2 separate regions of the Mus musculus genome follow, and region 1 is linked to region 2. The links are chromatin contacts, called in public Hi-C maps. All regions are on one chromosome and are shown on one strand. Each heading gives the region's core, a stretch centred on a gene start, on an enhancer-like site or on the middle of the called end of the contact. The rest is flanking DNA. Distances are from core to core; before and after follow the strand shown. Region 1 holds the start of Gm40167 (a long non-coding RNA gene). Region 2 overlaps Wdr63 (WD repeat domain 63).

The links. A called contact is a pair of places that touch in the nucleus more often than the background predicts.
Region 1: a contact with region 2 is called in a Hi-C map of muscle stem cells, with 2.4 times the contacts expected there. The contact joins two enhancer-like sites. A contact is called at or near these places in 19 of 484 Hi-C or Micro-C datasets (B cells, the Ba/F3 cell line, the C2C12 cell line and 13 more), 1 of 115 datasets of contacts at active chromatin or transcription factors (bone marrow-derived macrophages) and 1 of 9 other capture datasets (embryonic stem cells).

What each region holds. Positions count from the first base shown.
Region 1 is chr3:146,346,247-146,351,052 of GRCm38.p6, reverse strand. Gm40167 (a long non-coding RNA gene) reads right to left here and starts at 4,619. Exons shown (of 2, transcript XR_867699.1): 1 at 1,169-4,619; 2 at 1-990. Within about 2 kb of position 1,567, at least 7 of the 459 cell types and tissues checked have an H3K27ac peak or open chromatin away from gene starts, as enhancers often do. A contact at or near this core is called in muscle stem cells, where this site is marked.
Region 2 is chr3:146,050,034-146,054,397 of GRCm38.p6, reverse strand. The region is part of intron 18 of Wdr63 (WD repeat domain 63); the gene reads left to right. Among named protein-coding and RNA genes, the nearest start is that of Gm35409, 15 kb to the right of the region's middle. Within about 2 kb of position 2,602, at least 25 of the 459 cell types and tissues checked have an H3K27ac peak or open chromatin away from gene starts, as enhancers often do. A contact at or near this core is called in muscle stem cells, where this site is marked.

The sequences.
Region 1 (4,806 bases), core at 318-2,817, 300 kb before region 2:
TTCACATTTTGACATTGTGACCATTCATGCTTAAGAATCAGAATTGAATAAAAACAAAACCCAAAAATAACAAAAAAAAAAAAAAACCTAAAATATTGCCCCCAAATTTGTAATACTTTAAGTCACTTTATGACTTTGGGTTGGACTGTATTGATAGCTCTTCTGGGCTCCATGTGACCCACAGGCCATGGGCTGGAATTATCCTGTGGAAGATGAGTCAGGTTGCTTCCTGTGCTGAGACTAGCTCTGACAGTGACCGGTCTATATCTGGACTGATGCAGACTCGAGGAGATGGCACAGAGTGGGTCATTTCAAGGTCAACTCTTTTGTGGGGAAATCCAGGGATGTTGAACGTACGACCAAGCTCAGGGATGTAAGATCCAGCATTTGAACCACACTGTTCTCTGACCCTCCTACAGAAAGATTTAAGAACCTTGGAAAGGCCATATCATAGGCTAGCAGTGGATGACAGAATTCAAGAAGGGTTGGCTTGGTCTGTGTGATGATCAGGGGCTCTGAGCATGTGCTTGGGGCAATGTCTTGATTCTTTAAGCAGTGTGGGAAGATGCACTTTAGTTGTGACTGGCATGGGACTGCCTAAGTGGACGAAATGAGCTCAGCACTAAGACTGGCGCATTCGTCGCTCTCTTGTGACTGGATGTGATGTGAGCAGGTCTCTCAGGCTCCTGCAGCCGGAACTTCCTGCCATGGTGGACTATAGCCTGGGCAGCTGGCCTGAACCCCTCTCCTTTAAGTTGCTTTGTCAGAATGGTTTTATCACAGCAAGTCACTAAAGGAGCCCAGGGTCTAGCAACTTTCCTGGACTTCAGTCCCGGCTGTGACCCACAGCAAGTGCTGTTCATTCTGTGGGTGGCGGCACCCGCGGGCAGCCCATGAGGTCACTTCCTTTTGTGAGTGGCTGTAAGGCAGGAGTCACAGCTTTTGAAAATCCATGCTGGTCTGTCTTGAACTGATCAAGTATCTAGCAATCTGATAGAGAGACAGATAATTGTTAGACTGAACCAGCTTCACCAGCTTCTCCGTTGGTGCTGCCTGACAGCTGTCATTGGTAGTATAAAGATGTCCCTCCCTTCAGGCTCTCACCCTGCTCTCTCTCTCGGGAGAGGGGCGTGTCACACTTGCCAGCTTCACCTCCATTCTTCCTTACCTGTTTTTTCCAGTGCTGGGCATCAACTCCAGGAACCTCCTTCATGCCTGGTAAACATTGGACCACCAGGTCAGCACCCACAGACCTTCCTACCTGCAGGAGGGCTTTGGATTTGATAAGAAAAGCAACCACTTTGTAACAACCAGTGATCCCTTGCCCCGCTGGCTCAGCCACACGGCTACCGAAATGCTTTTGTTGGTCTAGGGAGGGCTGGGCTCATTCTTTTTCTCTAGATGTGTGGCTCTCCATAATCCATCCCCAGCTGTTGACTTGCTAAGGGCTTGATGATGATGACTCAGCTGCTCTGTGGCAGAAAGCAGGCGCGTTTGTCACGGGATACCCAGTACCTTCCAGTGAGGGGTTGGAGGCAGGAGGGTCAGAGGTTCAAGGTCATTCTCAGCTACATAGAAAGTTTGAAGCCAGCCTGGGCTACACGAGATCCTGTCTCAAAACAAAACAGAACACCTTAAATAAACAAACAGGCATCGTCTCCCTTTGCCCCTGGGGGAAAAGCAGGCGTTACCTAGTAAATGATAAACCTTGGGTTACACGACTCTCCCCAAATTTCCACAGCGTCGCCAGTTTTTCTCGAGAGATGAGCATTTGGGGCATGGTGTAGTCCCTAGAATCCTGGGTTCATCTTGCAACAAGATACCACTAAGCTGTCCTTTGTGCCATGCTGAAGTGAGATAGACCATTCTTCCCACGTTTGATCAGCATTGGCCAAGCATTCCCGGTATGTGCTAGGGTGGGGCAGCTCTCATGGACACAGAACTTCTGAAGTTGGCTTTCATCTGCTCCTTCCTTCCATCCCTGGAGCCTATGGCCACCCACTATGCTTTAACACTAGGGAGAGCTGCACCCGGCTTTGTCTGAGTTCTGCTTTAGACTTGGAGCCATAGACAGCGGGAGCTAGGCAGGGCTTGGAGCTGTGTGGTCCAGCCGCTCACCATCAGCCCATGCTGCTGTAGGTAATCAGAGTGATCTTGCTTACTTCACCAAGATGGATCCACCAGAATCTTTCTTGGCCAGTCTGCAACCTTCTTATTTCTGAGAAAAAAATATTTCTTTGATGCCTCCTCAGGAGAATCACCCCCCACCCACGATGTCCCCAACACAAACGATAAACCCTACATCATGCAAAGTAGGACCTCACTGGATCCTAGTTGAATCTGTGTCAGAAGCAGAGTTTACAGACTCCTAATAGTGTGGCATAGCTGGAAGTACGTCAAAAAGCTCTGAGCTCTGGGAGGTTCTAGGTGGTTCTCTGGCACAAATACTTCATGACTTTCTTTGCCTTGTATGTTTGCCTCATGGGTCATATTCCTCAGAGTGTTGCCATCAAGCCCCCCTCCCCTCCCCGATTTTTTTGCTAGCTATGGGAAGATCTGTGCGTACTTAAACTGGAAGAATAATTGGGACCATTTTGATGTGATACCAGGCAATATTCCTATTTGAGAAATAAATTTATGCTTAGAACAAAACTACATTTCAAATAGTGTCAGTGATTTACACCTTCTTGGGCTTCAGAGAAAATCTGAGCTTAACAGAGATCTTCTCAATTCTAGGAACGTTCAGCATTGCCACAGATGTACCATGGTAAGGGAGCTTGTCTCCAGGGTGAGAGAAGGTTCACATAACAGGGCTGCCACTATCACCCTTCACGCTGAAGACGTACACACAGTGTGATCCAACAGCTTCCAGTCTAGTCTGCCCTGTTGTAAAAGGCTTCTCACGTCCACTGTATTGATGGCCTGACCCGCTCACTAATGGACTGTGATGTGTGGTTGGAGAAATCCTGCAGCAGGAGAGGGGAGGAGTGGCCGCAAGCTCAAGACTAACTGGAAGCTGAGACGGCTGCTGGGAAGGAAGGTTTGGGGAATGTGGTGGGATCTACATCCAAGATGTACTACTGATCCATGGAAGCCTGGGGCGCTCGGAGGAGGAGCTGGGCTGTCTGGATGACGAGATGGTGGAGATGTCCGTGCTTGTAGGGAGGGTGTGGAGCAAGAAAGCCCTGTGTTCTTTCTCTCTTTCAGTAACACGGTGTGATCAGGAACAGTGCCACCCTGCTCTCAGTGGAAGGATCTCTGCCATCCCTCGGGAGAAGCTCCCATTCCGGAGATGAAACTCCACAGTCAACTTCATGACACTCTGCATAGTCCTGACATTTCGACTGCATCTCAGTAAGTCCCTTGAGGCACATAAGTGGCCAGGCCCCTCCCCCGAAGACCATGACCCACCAGGTTCCACTTACAGACATTAACTGTCCTAATGGCCAGCCCCAGCTCCTGCCCTATACAGTAAAAGGCCCAAGCGTCAAACTAGAACTCTTGCCACTCCCCACCCTGGAAAGCCCTGCCCCTAAGCAATCCTGTACAACCCCTGTCTACTGCAGTCTGCTGCTTCTCTCCCAAGCAGAGGTTGCCTCCCTCCTGGGGTTCTCCCTCCCAACAACTCTCTTATGTGAGGGTTGTTGCCCCCTGCCACTTGGTGGTATTCTTGGTTCCCAACTCTAAGTGCCCTGGCTCCGAACAGAAAGGCTTCCCTATAGAAGTGTCCCAGCTCTCCTTCAGTTGCAGGCGAAGGATTCCCTTATCCAAGTTCTGCTCTGAGAGGTATCCTAGCAGTTCGGAGACACCATAAAGGAATACCATAAAGCATAAAGCCACGCTGTACAACAAACCTCACACAAGAGATTGTCGGGAGGGAAAAACCCAGGAGGGAGACTGCCTCTGCTTGGGAGAGAAACAGCAGGGAACTAGGCAGAGCACAGGATTTATATATAGGATTTGGGGTGGGGGTGGAGCTTTCCTGGGTGAAGGTTTCCAGAATGAGGATTGGTGAGATTTCAATTCCTGAGCTTGGGTGAGCTCAGGATTGGTGGGTTTTCCTGTCCAGGGACTGGTGGGTTTTAGTGTTTAATGATTGGTGGGTTTCTGTGGAAAGCCCAGGCAGGGATTGGTGGGATTTTGTTTCTTGGCCCTGGCCTTGGGATCGAATCAGGATCAAGTTTGTCCTTTGTCCTTTCATTCTTACACCAACATCCAGGACACCTTTTCATCCAACCTGCAGTACTTACACTCTCTCGACCCTGACGACACTAAATCCACACCTCATTTTATATACATAATACTTCCTAAAATTGGGATCAGTTGCAGTTCGTATCTGTTTCCATCACTGACAGTAAACATCATGAGGGCAATACGGTTTTACTCACTGTTGTACGCCCCTGTCTGTGACTGTGACTGTGACTCACACACAGCAGGTACTTCGTCAGTATTTGACATGTACAAGGAAGAATGATGAAGATCTGTCACCAGTGTTCTGTGCCACATAGTTGGCACTTTCACACTCCTTACCTTCTCTGCCTGTCACTTCAGCCAGCCATCCCTCCCTCCCTCCAATCCATCCATTCAACCATTCCCTCATTCCATCATCCCAACCCATCCCTCCCTCTATGCAAACAACCATCCATCCATCCGTCCATCCATCCATCCATCCATTTATCCATTCAATAATCCCTCCCTCCCTCCATCCATCTAAGCATCCATCCATCAAACTAGCCCTACCCCCACCCACCTGCCAGCCATCCCCCCTCCTTCTCCCATTCCCTTTTCACTTATCCAACACTCTCC
Region 2 (4,364 bases), core at 1,353-3,852:
CTATCTCCCTCCAGCTCCCACTAATGCCCTCTTCCCTCTTACCTAGTCCTTACTAATTTCTTTATTTAATGGCCACTGGGCTTGCTTGCATGGCTCCGGATAAAGGGTCATTTACAGGCGCCTGGGCTCCTTTGCCAGTGTCTACATCACTGAAGAGATGTCTAAACTCCTACAGCGACCATTAGCTGTCTATAGATAGTCAGTGGTGGGGCCTGGTGAACCTCTACCTGACTAAAAATCACCATCTGCCTATAGTTCCTCGGGGCCACTGGGGCCTCATGGGTCAGGGGACTCTCCCTTGTCCCAAGTACATAGTATTAACAGGTCTGGCCTTGCCCAGATGTCATGCCAGTAATCACAAGTGCTGTGAGATGGAGTGTGTAATCACAATGTCTGTTGTGCAGACAGCCTTCCACCTCCCTGCACCCCTTCCTCCAACCCTCACATCCCTCTGGGGAGTTCCTGAGCCTTGAGGGCATTGCTCTATTTCTTAGATAATGGATAGGTATTCATTGCTGGTGTGTATGCTGCATGTTAGACACTGTGTAGCAGGGCCATAGTCTCCACTCCTTTGATACACAGTAGCAGACTGGATGCCTTGGCAAGCATGGATTCCTTCTGATCGCAGACATTCTCTTGAGGTCCCATCTCCTCTTACAGCCAGCTTTTGAAAGCATTTTCTTGAGCAGGACCATTTAAAAAAAATGTCATTTATTTTAAATAAATTCCATTTCATTTTTATGCTATGGGCCAGACACTGATGACAATAGATGAGGGTGAAGCGCCCTCTTCTGACCTGTAGGGAAAGGCAAGCAAATGGCAGCATTATGGTTGTAAGCAATCAGAAAATGATATAGAACTCGAGAGAGGGGCTGTCTCTCTTGGGCCATTTTTTTTTCAACCAGAGTTGAGCTAGCTGAGTCCTAAAGGATGAATTGGAAACTCTTCGGATGGATTGGATGGGGAAAAGCCTTCCTTGTCAAAAGAGCATCAAGGCTGAGCACATTGGAACCCAGAAGAGCAGTTAGCAGGCAGGAAGAGGGAGAACTCAGGGCCAAAGCATACTAGTCTAGAGGTCAACTGCAGAAGGACACAGCCAGCCATCTGAGTGCAGGTGGCGAAAGGCTATGATTGTCTCAATGAGAGTTTCAGAAAAGGAGCCTGGCAGGGGAGTGAGGGCTGGGTCAGTGGGGCTGGCTGTTTGTCAGAGGACTCCTAATAGAAGCAAGATGAACAGTCACAGTGGCCTAGTGAGAACGAGTGGGGACTGTCAGGCAGCTGTGGTCACAAGCACATAGCAGGAAAACATGGGAGACGTGAAGGTGCATAGACCAGGACATTATGGCAAATAAGATATGGGTGGAAAGGAGTTGCTTTTCATTCCTTGGCATTCAGCCCATTCCCAACAAAAAGAAGAAATTTTACTCCAGGGCCCTAAAGACCCTTGAAGCCATCAACCAAGCACTGTGTAACAGGCAACACAGAGCCGGCCTGCCATTCCCACTGAATATTGTTTGCAGGGTGGGAGAATTGGTACACAGCCACACTGGGTTGTAACCCGTGTGCCTTATTCACAGTCTGTGGGCTGCAGATGGTTTCCTTGTGAGCTCCCACCCAACATCTTTCATAAACACCAGGGATGTTTCCTGAGTGAAGCCAAGGCAGAGGCAGAGGCAGAGGCAGAGGCAGAGGCAGAGGCAGAGGCAGAGGCAGAGGGGCAGAGGCAGAGGCAGAGGCAGAGGCAGAGGCAGAGGCAGAGGCAGAGGCAGAGGGGCAGAGGCAGAGGGGCAGAGAGGCAGAGAGGCAGAGAGGCAGAGAGGCAGAGAGAGAGGCAGAGAGGCAGAGAGGCAGAGAGGCAGAGAGGCAGAGAGGCAGAGAGGCAGAGAGGCAGAGAGGCAGAAGAGGCAGAAGAGGCAGAAGAGGCAGAGAACAGAGGCAGAGGAGAGGTAGAGAGGTTGAGGCAGAGGAGGGAGAGGAGGCAGAGGCCAGAGACTGAGGCAAAGAGCAGAGTGCAAAGAGCAGAAAGCAGAGGCAGAGGAGAGGCAGAAGAAAGGCAAAGGAGAAGTAGAGGAAAGGCAGAGAGGCAGAGGGGCAGAGGGGCAGAGGGGCAGAGGGGCAGAGGGGCAGAGGGGCAGAGGGGCAGAGGGGCAGAGGGGCAGAGGGGCAGAGGGGCAGAGAGGCAGAGGGGCAGAGAGGCAGAGAGAGGAGAGGCAGAGGCTGAGGCAGCTACTGCAGCTTGATCCCCACCCACCCATCCACCCACCCACCCTCTGGCCTGCTTAACTCTCCCTAAACAGGCAAAGGAGAGGATTCCATCCTCTTAAGAAACAAAACAAAACAAAACAAAACAAAACAAAACAAAACAAAACAAAACAAAAACTTCTGAAAGGCAGATGACCCCAAATGGGATGAATGTGGGGGCGGGGTCAGGGCCAGGGGAAGCCACATCAAATATTTCCACATGACCTAAGAGGCAAGCCAAGAAGCACAGATCTGAATGGCGAAGGTTGACATAACTGTTCCATGTAGTAGACCCTTAAACTGTACAACCAGCACACAGCCACACTGGGCACTGTGCCAAGTGCTTCTCACGGATAAACTCATGTTGTCGTAGCAGCCCTGTGGGATCACTGCCTTGGGCATCGGTGGCAGCCTTTGAGCCCAGGCAGTCTGCCGCCAATCTGTGCCTTCTGGTTTATTATAATTTTCTTTTAACAACGCAGCCTGGAGGCTCTGGCACTCCATCTAATAACTTAGGGACAGCCCCATTCATTGTTGACAGTCACGCAGGTCTTCCAAAGGAAAAGATCACCACGCGATGTTATTAAAACAGAACAGAACAGAACAAAACAAAACAAAACAAAACAAAACACCAGACCTTCCCATTGGGGATGATGCCACAGCCGATCACACTCTTCTGAGAGGGTTTCCAGCCCCCAGGACAGCCCTGCTTACTGCTCAGAGTGGAGGGGAACTTCTCCAGGGGCTACCCCAGAGAGAGAAACAAAAACATCAGCAAAACAAAGCCACTGGGGTCTGGGAGTGCTTTCTGCCTTGCCAGGAACTTTCTAGACCACTCAAGAAAAGCCTGAGAAATATATGAACTGTGATCTCTTGCTTCCAATCTAAAAGAACTACCTTTTGTTTTGTTTTGTTTAATTTTGTTTGTTTGTATCTGTCTGAGCCTTACTCTATATTGTCTGAAACAATGAGCTTTCAGACTGTGCCCTGACCTAAGAGACTCCATCTTACAAGCGGCCTGAGATTGCATCTTGAAGATGAAGGGTGACTTTCACAGCTTGGTGGACACTCTAATGGCATCATCTGTTTGGTATCACATCTGGTCCCACGTGGCACAGACAGAGAAATGATTGTTATGGAGACTAGAGATGGGACCGCTCTATCAATATACCAGGGTGACTTGGGACAGTGGGGGAATAAAGACCAATTAAAACAAGATCAGGGAAAGTAGCCCCAAGAATTTATCAAGCCGTCCAGACCTAAGAAAGTCTATAATTCCCTAACCTGGCTCCCATAAAAAAAAGGTGGGCACTTAGCATTCCTTAGACCCCGGCTGCCACAGCCTGACCAAGGGCCCACAGGCAGAGAATCCCAGCTATCCCTGGGGCTTTAGCTCAGCTCAGTCTCCTCTGCTGATATGGTTGACCAGAATCAGTGTCTTGTGGGTCCTGTTCATCCACCTGGGCGGGCTTCCATCCTTCAGCCCCTTCCTTAACCTGCCCTTTTGCCTCTGCAACCTGACTGAAGTGTACAGTTCAACTCTGACCCAACAGTCTGATCTATAGGCAGCAAGCCAGAGCATCTTCTCCGACTTGGTTAGTCAGCTCAGCCCCCTAGACTGCATCCCCCTCAGTCTCTCTGCTTTTCAGAACCTCTGAAGCCTCTGGAACCCCACCTCTTAGCTCTTTGTAGTCATCCTGAAACCAACTGTTAATCTGTTAATATTAAAAAAAAAAAAAAAAAAAAAGCTGCTCTCAACTCAAAGGCCATTCCAGAGCTAAATGATCGTGTTCTGAAAACACAGACCAAAATTCCATATCCAAGTGTGGTTTTTTAAAAGTCCTTGAAATTTTTATAGTATCAAAGTAAAGAAGTCATAAATCCAAACACTTTTGAAATCCATTGTTGGAAACACCAGGTAGGTGTGTCCTGGCCAAGTGAAAGAACCTTTGCGTTGTGTCTCAGATGCTGACACGCTTAGCCTTGGGGTTAGAGGAAGCACGTGATCTGTTAAACCATTAAGGAGTGCTGGGATAGGACCCAGTCAGTCAGTTTAGAAGCAAGGACCTTGAAAGTGAACAATTCCATTTTTGTCCTCGGCCAGGAGCAGGAAATGCCCTTGT